2 separate regions of the Mus musculus genome follow, and region 2 is linked to region 1. Evidence: chromatin contacts called from public HiChIP or PLAC-seq data. All regions are on one chromosome and are shown on one strand. Each heading gives the region's core, a stretch centred on a gene start, on an enhancer-like site or on the middle of the called end of the contact. The rest is flanking DNA. Distances are from core to core; before and after follow the strand shown. Region 1 holds the start of Dvl2 (dishevelled segment polarity protein 2). Region 2 holds the start of Clec10a (C-type lectin domain family 10, member A).

Evidence for each region. HiChIP or PLAC-seq counts read pairs in DNA pulled down with a chosen protein or histone mark.
Region 2: a contact with region 1 is called in an H3K4me3 HiChIP or PLAC-seq map of bone marrow-derived macrophages, with 4 times the contacts expected there. The contact joins the promoter of Clec10a here to the promoter of Dvl2 in region 1. A contact is called at or near these places in 7 of 39 promoter capture datasets (the 3T3-L1 cell line, 3T3-L1-derived adipocytes, the C10 cell line and 4 more), 1 of 484 Hi-C or Micro-C datasets (embryonic stem cells), 4 of 115 datasets of contacts at active chromatin or transcription factors (bone marrow-derived macrophages, embryonic stem cells and stem cell-derived neural progenitor cells) and 4 of 9 other capture datasets (adipose tissue, liver, macrophages and 1 more).

The regions. Positions count from the first base shown.
Region 1 is chr11:69,998,268-70,004,173 of GRCm38.p6, reverse strand. It overlaps Dvl2 (dishevelled segment polarity protein 2), which reads right to left and starts at 3,582. Exons shown (of 15, transcript NM_007888.4): 1 at 3,148-3,582. The coding sequence starts at 3,341. Phf23 (PHD finger protein 23) reads right to left here. Exons shown (of 5, transcript NM_030064.4): 4 at 5,042-5,873; 5 at 4,163-4,936. The coding sequence ends at 4,722.
Region 2 is chr11:70,164,164-70,170,069 of GRCm38.p6, reverse strand. Clec10a (C-type lectin domain family 10, member A) reads right to left here and starts at 3,447. Exons shown (of 10, transcript NM_010796.3): 1 at 3,254-3,447; 2 at 2,066-2,253; 3 at 1,374-1,484; 4 at 846-941; 5 at 691-762; 6 at 540-611; 7 at 248-334; 8 at 1-144. The coding sequence starts at 2,126.

The DNA.
Region 1 (5,906 bases), core at 2,333-4,832:
GTAGCGACGACCAGGCTGGCTTCAAACTCACAGAGAGCTGCCTAACTCTGCCTCTCCATCCTGGTATTAAAGGCATATGTCACCAAACTTGGCTATGCCACTCAGCCAGCATGCATCACCATGCCCAGCTCCTCTGCTTTCACAGTGAAGTAACTTGCTTTTATACACAAATAAATAAATAAAAATTCTAGACTCTCTCATTTACCACTACCCCAACTCATCCTTAGAGGCACAATGCCACTCCAAAGACTTCTTCCCATTTGATCCAAACCTCAAAGTACCACTCCAAAGTCCCTTTGGGACAGTTCCCACAACTGCTCCAAATATCTAATTTAAGAGCCTGGCTGGCCGCCTAACCATCTCTGTCCTACACATCTGTCCCATAAAAGCCTCTGGTCCTCACGGAACCTGCTGCCTTTGAGTTCTCTCTAATTCACAAGCAGAGCCACCCAAATGTGTGGCTTTTCTGGGTAAAAAATCACCCTTACATGCAACAATAACAGTCCACGTGTGGAACGCTCCCATGGAGCGAGGAAGCTGGGCTTCCCAATTCCGGGCCACCTCACCTCACTAAGCAATCTGCTCGGTCTGAAAAATCCCAAAGCCCAGCCTCCCACAGGTTCCTGTAGTGGACTAGACCTGTTCCTTCCTTCTCATACCCACAAGAAATCATTAGTACCTATTAGATTCAACACATGTCCTGGGTGTGTGGCACAAGCCCTCACCTTTGTAAGCAAATCCATGTAGACAAACTATGAGCCATGAGCCATTCTTTCCCACACATAACACCCTCACCCTCAAATCAGAGCTTCTTCGGGGTGGGGATGGGGGCTAAAGAATTGGCTCAGTGGTTCAGAACACTCGTTCTCGCAGAAGACCCAGGTTTAGTTCCCAGAATCCACCTAGTGGCTCACAACTATCCATAGTTCGAGTCCCAAGGGATCTGACTTGTCTCAGCCAAGCTTTCCAGGCACCAAGCAGGCACACTGTGTGCACAGATTTGTCTGTGTGATTAGTTCTAGCCTAACGTACTCTGGGGGCTTGGGGATAGGCCTCACGAATACATTTGCTATCAAGACGGCACACGAGCTACTCAACATTAACCAACTCTTCCCAACAGAACCCCACCGGACATGGCCCAGTCTCCTCCAAAGCAAGCAGTTCTGTATCGTGTAATGTAGTCTATGAACTAGTTAGCTTCCATACTAAATGAAAATTACCAGTCACCAAGAATGTACCATGTGCCATGCACCGAAATTAAGCATTTTACACTATGATTATCACCATGCCACAGATGAAGAAATCAAAGCACAAAAGCTAAATAAATTGCCCAAAATTATAATGCAAAAAGAACAACCTTGATATAAACCCAAGACCAACTCCCTAGGCAGCATCACCTTCTCCACATCGAACAACTGTTAACAAGGGTCCAGCCTGTTCAGGGAGCCGAGGGGGATGTGCTCCCACCACAGGGACTTTCACAGGTAAGAAGTCTCTCCCCAACCCAGGTGGTAGGTCACCTTCCTGTCCCCAGGACCCTGCTATCCCTGCTTGTCAACTCAGGACATCATAGCCTAACACAGTCTGAGCTTGGGGACACAGAAGGCTCAGTCCCAATCTCTACAACAACAAGAAACTGCCTTAAATTATAGTCTCAGTCCAGCACAGGGTCACCCAGCATGTCACAAATCACCCCAGAACTCCATAGCCCCCAGCGTCCCCACACAAGCAGCCCTTTGCACCATACTGATTACAGTACCCCATTCTGCTATGATGTAGCAGTACCACTACCCCATTTGTTCCCACTTGTCCCTGTCTTGTAACTTGTAAAAAGCCCAGGTCTGGGCCAGGCATCCTGACTGCCACACGTTATCTAGTTCCAGCACTATGGATGCAGGTGTAGAGGCAGGGCTGCTACAAGTTCAAGGCAAGCCTGTTCTATATTGTGTTCTAGGTAGCTTCAGTAACAGAAGGAAGTTCTTGGCTCAGCAGCAGACTGACTGGCTCTGGAGAAGACTGGAGTTCAAGTCCCAGCACACACATAGTGGCTGGCAGATGCTAACTCCAGTTCTAGGAGATCCCATGCCATCTACTGGATTCATTGGGCACTGCATGCTTGTGGTACACACTATGCATGCAGAACACCCAAACACATAAAGTAGCTTTTGTTTGTTTTATGACAAGGTTTCTCTGTGCAGCCCTAGCTGTCCTGGCACTGGCTCTGTAGACCAGGCTAGCCTTGAACTCAGAAAACTGCCTGCCTCTGTCTCCCAAGTGCTCAGATTAAAGATGTGCACCACCACTGCCCAACACATAAAATATCTTTAAAAAAAAAAAAAAAGCAAAAAAATCCTCCAACTCTCTTCAGCCCCCAGGGGGTATCGGGGTAGCGGGGAGAGGAGGTTCTGGCCCTAAGAGGAAATAAGAACTCAGAAAAGTTCAGAATGGTACATGCTTTGCCAGGAAAGTCTACTTCAAAACAGCCTAATATATCCCAATAGATCTCGCTGCAATATTACAGACTCTACCATCCCAAAATAATACTATGGAACCTGATTAATAAGCCAGAATAGCCTAATTGTCTCACTATAGCCCGGTCTACATAAAAACACTGCATGCCCAGCATATTGGCTCACACCTGTTTATTTCAGCTCTGGGGGCTAAGGCAGGAACTCCATGGGTTCGAAGCCAGCCTAGGATACAAGGAATAAAGCCCTACCTCCAAACAAAAGAACAAATCAAAACAGGCAAACAAAATTACAGACTATCTCTATCTAACTCGCGTGCAGACGTCTGAGAGCGAGCATCCCAGCTCACCAAAAGATAGATGGCTCTAATCTCCGCACAGCCTAGCATAACCTCAAGCATCACTTCTTTGCCTTTTGGCTAAAATCATGGAGAGAGAATGGCCAAACAAACCAGTGTTCCCCATTCCTCCAACCTAATTTTCTCGCCATCCAGCCCTTTCTTCTATGTGTCCAAATATAACCTTGTCCGTCTTGGGATGGGCTTTCTACCTTAGCACAGTACAATATGCTATGCTCCACTACAGGCCAGAAACAGTCCAAGGTAGACCGGTCTCCCTCAATATCGCCCAATCCACTCTAGCATACCCACCGTCCTTCCCAGTCTAGGCCTCGCGCTTACCCAAAATCCTGATCCATGGACTTGAAAAAGTACTTGGCGCCCGCGGGCCGCTGCAAAACGCTCTTGAAATCGCCGAGCGTGATGCGCTCCGCCGGGACAGGGATCTTCACCAGGTAAGGAGTCTCTTCTTCATCCAGATGGTAAATCACCTTCGTCTCGCCTACACCACCGCCCCCCGCGCTGCTGCCCGCCATGGTCTCGCTCGCGCGCTCCCGGGCTCAGCCGCCCACCCAACAGGACTAAGCGCCCCCGCCGCGCCTGCGCACACCCGCAAACTGACGCGCTAGCGCCAACAGCGCAGGGCCAGTGCGGAAGACGTGCCCAAGGAGGATGGCGGGGACCAGCGGGCTGATCGGGAAGAGCTGTGTGGCGAGACTCAAAACCTAGACCGCACAGTCGAGGGCCACTAGCTCCACGGACGTCGCGAGCAGCACCGAGGTCCCCGCCCACCTCTCCCCATGCCACGTGACCCAAGCCCGCCCACTTTGCGCAGCCGACTGTGCTTCACGTGACTTCCTTGAGTCACGTTACTACAAGCTCCACCTAGACACTCACGTGACCACTGCCTTGAGCAACGGTCTTCAGCCCTAGACGACTCCGCCCCCAAACGTGTACAACCCGCCCCCCCCCCTCCCAAGTACCTTAGCAAGCTTCTACTCTTGGAATGCTGGCAACTGGCCCCCACTTTGCCTTACCCATCTGAGGTTCAAGGCACCTCAATAGCAACTATAAGAGGGGCGGGGATATGGGCTGATGAGTGAGAATTGTAACCTGGGACCCTTAGGGCAGTACTCCTACTAGACTGTACTTGGGATGAGAAAGCCGAAATAGTCTTCAGAGATGTCTGAGGGGCATTAGACAGTGCCCAAGCCAGATTTGGCCCCTAAACTTCCCATCTCCACCTCCCAAATTGTGGAATTACAGCCCTGGACTTACAAGTGGCCTTCAGCCCCAACTCCACCCAAGACTTCCACCAGGTTTCCCAAAGATCCCCTCCCCAAATAGGACAAGGAGGGCTGTAAAACACAAGAGCCCACTCTGCTTTATTTACAACACGCAGGCCGTCTGTCTGAGCAGCCGGCCAACAGTATTAAAAACGAGGCGAGTGCTAATTGACACCTTTTTCTTTCCTTCCTCACTCCACAGGCTTTGGTACTCCACCTCTGAGCAACCTCGCTCAAATGGGGGAGCCCCAAATTAAAAATACATCCGGTGTAAAAGAAAGTAAACGGGAGAGAGAAGAAACATGAGGGGAGTGCTGTATTTACACTACAGTTTTATAGACAACTATCCCATTACATCCCAGTTTGAGCCCTGGACCTGCAAGTGAAAAGGGTACAGGGTTGACTGGACAGAGATTCTGTCTACAGATCCAGCCTCCCCGACCCAACTGTAATGGGGTCAACTTCAAGTCCATGGAGCAGGAAGGACAGAGTAGAAGACACTCATTTCCAAATACGTCTCCCTTGGGAATTGTGGCCCTCAAGTGGGGACAGCCTCCTCACTCCAAGGGAAGGCTGGGGACCCTGAGGCTCAGTTCCCAAGTAATGTCACAAGTTCCAGCCTTAGTGATGTCAGGGTTCTCCAGATTTGGGGAGACCCCCTAACCGCCGGGCCTCTGGCCGAAGTTCCTTGCATTTCTGGCAATAAAAGAAGTCGGGAACGTTGGTCTTCTTAATCTTAGCACAGGAGAGGTGGATCCACGTCCCACAGAGGCTGCACTCAATCATGGGCCGCCCCGCAAAGGGCTTTCTGCAGTAACACGTGATCAGATCCCAGGAGTCGTCACCTGGAAAAGACAAATCTCTTTAGTGTTCTGCTTCAAGGCGTCAACTCCTAAGAGCCCCCAAAGCTATCACCTCTGCTCCCCACCCCGGGCAGCCCAACTTCTCACCTGATTCTACCATGATGTCCTCATCCATGACCCGCATCTCGCCTTCACTGGAGCTAGCATCTCCATCTTGGCTTGTTTCTGTGCTGCCCACATCTTTGCCTTCACTGTCAGTAGGGGGAGCACCTTCAGAGTGCACTGTAACAGGGGGCCTGGGGGCCTCAGGGGGTGTTGGGAGCACAGGGGCTGGGACTCCACCCCCCACTGTCATCTCTTCCTCATCATCTTCCTCTTCTTCCTCTTCCTCCTCCTCTTCAGAGTCTGTATCACTGGGAGGAGCCCTAGGAGGGCCAGGAGGTGGGAGTCTATCTCCCCGATCTGCCTTTTTCAACTTCCGCTTCTTGCTCTTCTTGATTCGAGACCGCTTTTCCCCATCCCCAGGAGCTGGTCGAGGTCTCCGAAGCACCCCAAAGCCAGCCCCACCTCCTGGTCCCAACTTTCTATTCTTTCGGTCCTTCTTTCGAGGCTGGGAGAGGTCCCCCTGGGACAGCGGCACTGGGGCGAGAGCAGCGGGGGGCCGGGAAGTATGCGTCAATGATGTGGGAGAGAGTGGAGATGCCACTTTGGGCCCATCCAGATCAAAAAGAGAGTCCTTGAGCTTCATCTTCTCAAGCAGAGTAGCACTGTCAGGAGCCTGCAGACGAGAAAAAGTGGACCTTGGGGGTCCTGGCTGGGTAGGACCTGATTGAACTGCCCTTCTCTTTGATGACTTTGCTTTCTTAACAAAAGTCTGGATAGTTCGAAGGTCCGACGGGGCCGAGTCCCAGCCATCACTGTCTGCTGCACTCTCACCTCGCAATGGAGAGCTAGAGCCAGAGGCTGGCCAATCGCTTTCCTTAAAAGGAGGAAGAGACTAGGGTCAGCCGGA
Region 2 (5,906 bases), core at 2,198-4,697, 170 kb before region 1:
CCAGGGAGTTGACCACCACCAGGTGAGAATTCTCCAGCCGGCAGTACTTGTCAGCTTCAGGCCACGACTTCTCAGACTCAGAGAACCAATAGCAGCTGCCTTCATGCTCCGTCCAGTGAAGCGGGCAGCAGGCCACTTCCGAGCCTACGAAAAGCAAAGCAAGGATGGAGAGCAGAGGCAATGCCTATCGAGTCCTCGCCTCCCAGGAACTAGAGCAAACCACCTCCATCAAACTTCTCATTCTCACCGTTGTTCTTGAGGTTGGCCAGCTGGCACGTCAGGGCCTTCAAGTCCTTCCTCAGCTGTTGCACATGGTCGGTTAAATCAGACAGATCTGGGACACACAGACAGAAGTGAGAATAGCGCTCTGGCTGTGGCATCTGCTTGGGAACTCCTGGTGCTCAGATGGTCTGCACAAGGCCCAGGCTCCACACACTGCGCATGCTCACACCTCCTGCCAGTGCCCAGTCTGGGACCGTCTCCACACACTGCGCATGCTCACACCTCCTGCCAGGGCACAGAAGGAACCTCAGCCTCACCTGTTTTGAGAGCCTGCTCCCTCTTCTCCACTGTGCTCTCCAGAGAAGTCACCTTCTGGCTCAAGTCTCGGCCTGGAAGAGAGTAACTCAGCACCAGGAACTCGCTTTCGCCCACACCCTTCTGCACACTCTCCAGACCAGGACCTCTCACCTGCCTGCAGTTCCTGCCTGTGATCCTCCACATCCACTTTCAGAGAACTGATCCCTTTTTCGAAGCTGTCAGCTGCAGAACAAGGAACCGGAGCTCAGGACTGTCCTTGCTACCCTGCCCACTCCAGCCCAGAACCCCATGAGAGCCCAGCTCACCCCTGGAGTCCAGGGACTGGAATTCAGCCTTTATCTTGGAGGTGGTGTTGTCTAAAGTGGCTCTCAGGGTGCCTAGGTCCCTCCTTAACTGGGAATCTGATAAGGACAACAGGATGATCAGAACCAAGGTTCTGATCTGTTTCTCAGGTTCCCTCTGTGCCAGCACTAGGCAGGGCTCTTGCACACACAGTGACACTCTGCCTCACAGAGACCCAGAGGGTAGGTAGGCACTGTTGTTACCCAACATTGCACACGCATAAACCGAGGCTGAGTGGGTGAGGTGATAAGACCATAGAACCCAAGCACAGTAACAGGTGACATGGCCAGCAGCTGCCTGACCATGGGGCCTCCGTGTCTTCACCAGTATCCCCACCACTGCTCTCATCTCACTCAAGTCACTGTCCCTTGTGCTCCTTAAGCTTGTCCTTGCTGTGGCCCTAACTGCTGTCCCTCTGCACCAGTCACTGCCTTGGTTCTCTCCTCTACCCTGCCCACACACCCTGTGGTTCCTCCCTCCCTGCAACCCACTTTGGGATCCAATCACGGAGACGACCACCAACAGCAGGAGGCTGAGGCCCAGGGAGAACAGGAGGAGGTGGGTCCAAGAGAGGATGCGCCACAGGAAGGACTGGGAAGGAGCTGCTGAAAGAGAAGGGGATGTCATGACTCAGGATCCAGACTGTAAGAGGCAGAAGGGAGAAGAACGGGGTTACAGGAGGGGGGCAGTGAAGGCTATTCACTGCAAGGGTACGGGCATAGCTAGAAAGTTATGGAGCGCCAGGTTGCCCGGGCATTTGACACCTCTAAAGCATTGGAAGTCTGTAGTCTGTTGGGCCTCTCACAGATCAGAGGATGTGTTTAACACCCAATCAGAAACAAGTGCATGGTAAGGTCTTGTAATCCGAGCCTGTGGGGGAGAAACTGGGAGCACCCAGATAGGGGCCGGCAGGGTTCACACATGCCTGCAGGACTAATTAAATGAGCTCCCCTCCAACCCCAGGTCCCTGCATTGTACACCCCTATAGAGCACAGGAAGATGAGTCCCTGAGGTCTTCGTTGACCCTGTCTTCCTAAGGACCTTGTATCCTCTTCACAATGGGTCCTGGGTCCTGAGTCCAGCATCCACCAGACTCAAGCACACAGCTCTGCCCAGGGTGGACACACACACAGATTGGGGACAAGTGAAGATGCTGGGCCAGGAGTATGGGCTCTGCTCTCACCTTTACCAGGCTCTTGGGTTTTCTCCTCGATCCTTGAGTTCTGGAGGTTTTCGTATATCATTGTTACACTTGAACAAACACGAGGCCTCTGGGGCTGTCTGGACGGAAACCAAGACACCAGGATCCAGACAGATACGGATCTGGGACCAAGGAGAGTGCTAGAAGCTTTAATGAGGTAAAGCCTGGAACTGAAGTCGGATATGCCATGTTAGAGCAAGAATGAGGCAGCCTGGAGAGGGCTGGGCAGACGGCTCAGTGGTGAAGAGCATTTGTTGTTCTTTCAGAGAACCTGGGTTCAGTTTCCAGGATCGACCTGGCAGCTCATAACCATTCATTATAGCTCACTCTATTTCCAGGAGATCCAATAACCGCTTCTTACCTCTGTGGACAACAGGCACACAGGAGCACACATGTACACACAGGCAAAACTCTCACACACATTAAATAAATAAATGATTAAAATTGAAAAATGAAAGAGGTATATATTTAGCTTGGTGGTAGAGCACTGCCTACAAGGACAAGGACCTGGGTTCAGTCCTCAGCTTTTTTTTGGGGGGGGGGTGGGGGGGAGAGAAAGGAAGGAAGGAGGAAAGGGAAAAAGAAGGAAGGAAGACAGAGGAAATGAAAAAAGCAAATTAAAAACTTTTTTTGAAGGGAGCTAGCTTACAATTGAATTAGAAATGGGGCCAGGATTGGACGTAGTACAGTTCAGTTGAGTTTATAATTTGGAGGTAATATCAAAAGCTGAACTTATTGCTATTGTTAGGTCTGCTATGGGTCAGGTCTTGAGGCTGCGCCCTTCCTGGGATTTACACCTACACTCAGGAGCCAGGGGAGGACCTGGACCCGAGCTTGCAGTGAATCTGGAAGCAGAATAGGGTTCAATTTGATTTTCAATCAGGGCTGATTCAAACGCCCAAACTGGATTTGGGGCTAACACTGAGATTAGAGTAGGGCTAGACTGAGAGGAAGGTTGGCTGCAGTGGATCCCCAACTGGGGCTGCATCTGGGTCTTTGTCTCCCTTGGAATCGAGGCACCCATAATCCAATCAAGGGAAATTAAATCCCACACTCTCCTCTTGTATCTCTTTCCACTTAGGTCATCCAAGCCCAACGTCCTCCCTCTCTGTGAAGCGTCTTGCACGTTCCCTGCCCCACTGGTCTCCCTGGCAACCCTGGCCCAGTTACCAGTGTGAAGTCTTGGCTTCCCTGTGCAGCAGTGACCAGAGGCAGGAACTCAGTCAGAGTTGAGAACTATATCCCGGAGGGTTGGTGTGGGAGGGACAAGCAGAAGCCACAAGCACACAAGACAGAGTCTTGCTGGGTTTTGTGCCCAGTGGTCTGTATTTTGGGACATCCGATTTCAAGTCTTAACCATAAATAATACTGAGCAGATGGTGATTGGTGCACGTGACAAGGCTATGGGGTGGAGTTGGGTTTGGGACTAACTCTGCACTTGTCCTCAAGGGTGTGCCTTCTTCCATTCCTCTTTCTGGGAGCTCTTGTGACTTCCTCATTTTAAGAGTGTTGGGGTGAGGGATTGACCAAAAAGAACAGCTTGCAGTTTTATCTTATGCCCCGCATCTTCATTTACTTCCTGCCTATATATTTCCAAGAATCATCCATATCTCATCATTAACTCTCAAGCACATTCCTAGCACGAGTCCTCATCATCTGACTACGACCAACCAATTAGCTATCGAGGCCTCCTTCACTCTGTTTCAGATGGGCATCATGAGTTGGCAAGTCAAGAGCCTGGGCCCCAGCTCAAGTCCTGAACTGCAGGTTGTTGTTTCTGAGTTCTAGGGGGCTGACTTAGGCCTTGGGGTGCTCAGATTGGAGGGGATTGTTGCTCTGGGATTTGATTGCTAATGCCTGGCACCCACCTGCTTCTGTAATCCTGAGCTCCTAGAAGCACCTGCAGGGGTGAGTGCCGGCTACTGTCACCGATCTCAAGGCTCAGGTGTGGAGACCCTTGGCCCGTGGGGCTTAGCAGCTCCGTGTAACTCTTGCCACGACCATGGCTTGCACGCAGGCCCCTACCTTGGTATTTCGCAGCCTTTCCTGCAATGAGGTTTCCTTTTGTGACCTACACCATCTCTGCCTCCTGCCTCCCTTACCTGGCCACTCTTTGGAATCTCTTAGCTGTCCTCTCTTGCCCCTGCTGTGGCACTGTCTACCCCTCACATCACCAGTGCAGCCTGCCTGACTGTCAGTGAATATCAAGAGCAATCAAGGAGAAGGGCATTGGGTGAAAACTTTAACTGGGCCTACGTTTGCAACATCAGGGGATTCCCACTAGGGTTTCTTCTCGATAACCAGAAGAATGAACCAGAAAGCAGGCATAGCAAAGGTAGTTTTGCCAATCACATGTTCCTTATTGCCAACAGCAGGCTGGATTTGCACCAATCACATGCTGTCTTCTGAGCCACCTGTGGACATGTTCTCCCGCTGATAGGGTGAAATGGCTACAAGGGTTCACTAGGGCTTAAGATGACAAGAAATGTGGCACAAGCTCTTTGAGTCTTGCTTGCCTCCGTTAACTGGAGTTAATAAACAGCTCTGGTCACTATGTGGCTTCTGCTCGTCCTCCCCTCAAGGTAGCCTGAGTACCAGAGAGGTTCATACCTGTCACTATCACTTCAGTAGTTAAGTTGCCATAGCCCTCAACACCTCAGCTCTCTGAAAGATAATCATTCCAAAAGATTGCTACAATGAAAGCCAGTCGCTAACATGAAGCCCTTCCCTAAGTTAACAATTCAGTTCCTACAAGTAACGTAGGTGAGTGGTGTTTGGGTAATGCATCAGGGATTAGAGCATTTTGTGATGTATCCTAAGCCAAGAGGCTCATGAGGAAGACAGACAGAAGCCAACTCCAATGCTGCCAGCCATCCCGGCCTGGCTCTCTGAGCATGTTCCGTCTTCAGAACATGTTTCTAATCCATGCTTCCAGCCCTGCCACTTCCCTGAAGAGGCTGTCCTGAATCTGTGCACACATCCCTTTTAAATGAAGGGCTAGTAGGGCTGTGTTATGGATCTTGCTTGTTAAATTAAAGGCAGAGCAGAGAGTTCCCTCTATATCAAGTATGCTTTAGTTGCCCCTTGTCTTATTTCATCTCGTGGGCAGCCATTTATCTGTTGAACATTTTCTTGATGTTCAACATGTAGGTTGTTTCCAGTTTGGATTTGCTCCTGCTTTTGTTACTGTTCTGATTAGCATGTTGTCAATCAAAGATCAATACTACACCTGGAATTTGCAATGTCCTCCCTGGGCCCTGTGTTAGAGCCTTAGTCCCCAACTTGTTGATACAGGGAAACAGAGAGTGGGATATCCAAAAAGGTGAAGCCCAGCAAGATAGCTTCTGGACATGGAAGATGGGAGGATGGGGTGGAGTAGGGAACAGGGTCATACCCTCTAAGAGGAATTATGGGAACTCGACCTCTTTCCCTTCCTGGTCCTTAGATGAGGGTTTTGGTTTTTGGTTTGGTTTGGTTTTTCAAGACAGAAGTTTCTTTGTGTAGCCTTAACTGTCCCAGAATTTGCTCTGTAGACAAGTCTGACCTCAAACTCCAAGATCCACCTGCCTCTGCTTCCCCAGTGCTGGGATAACAGGTGAGCAACGCCAGCACCAGACTGTAGGGGAGGGATTTTGTCTGCCATACCACCCTGCCATGATGATGTGTCTCGCCACAGACCTGAAGCAATGAGGCCTGTCAATCAGGGACAGAATCATCTAGAAGTGTGAGTTAAAAACACAGGAACACACGAGCAAAACCAAAGCCTTCTGTCCTCGTGAGCTCTTCTTGCCCAGGCATTTGCTTTAGTGAAAGAAAACTGACC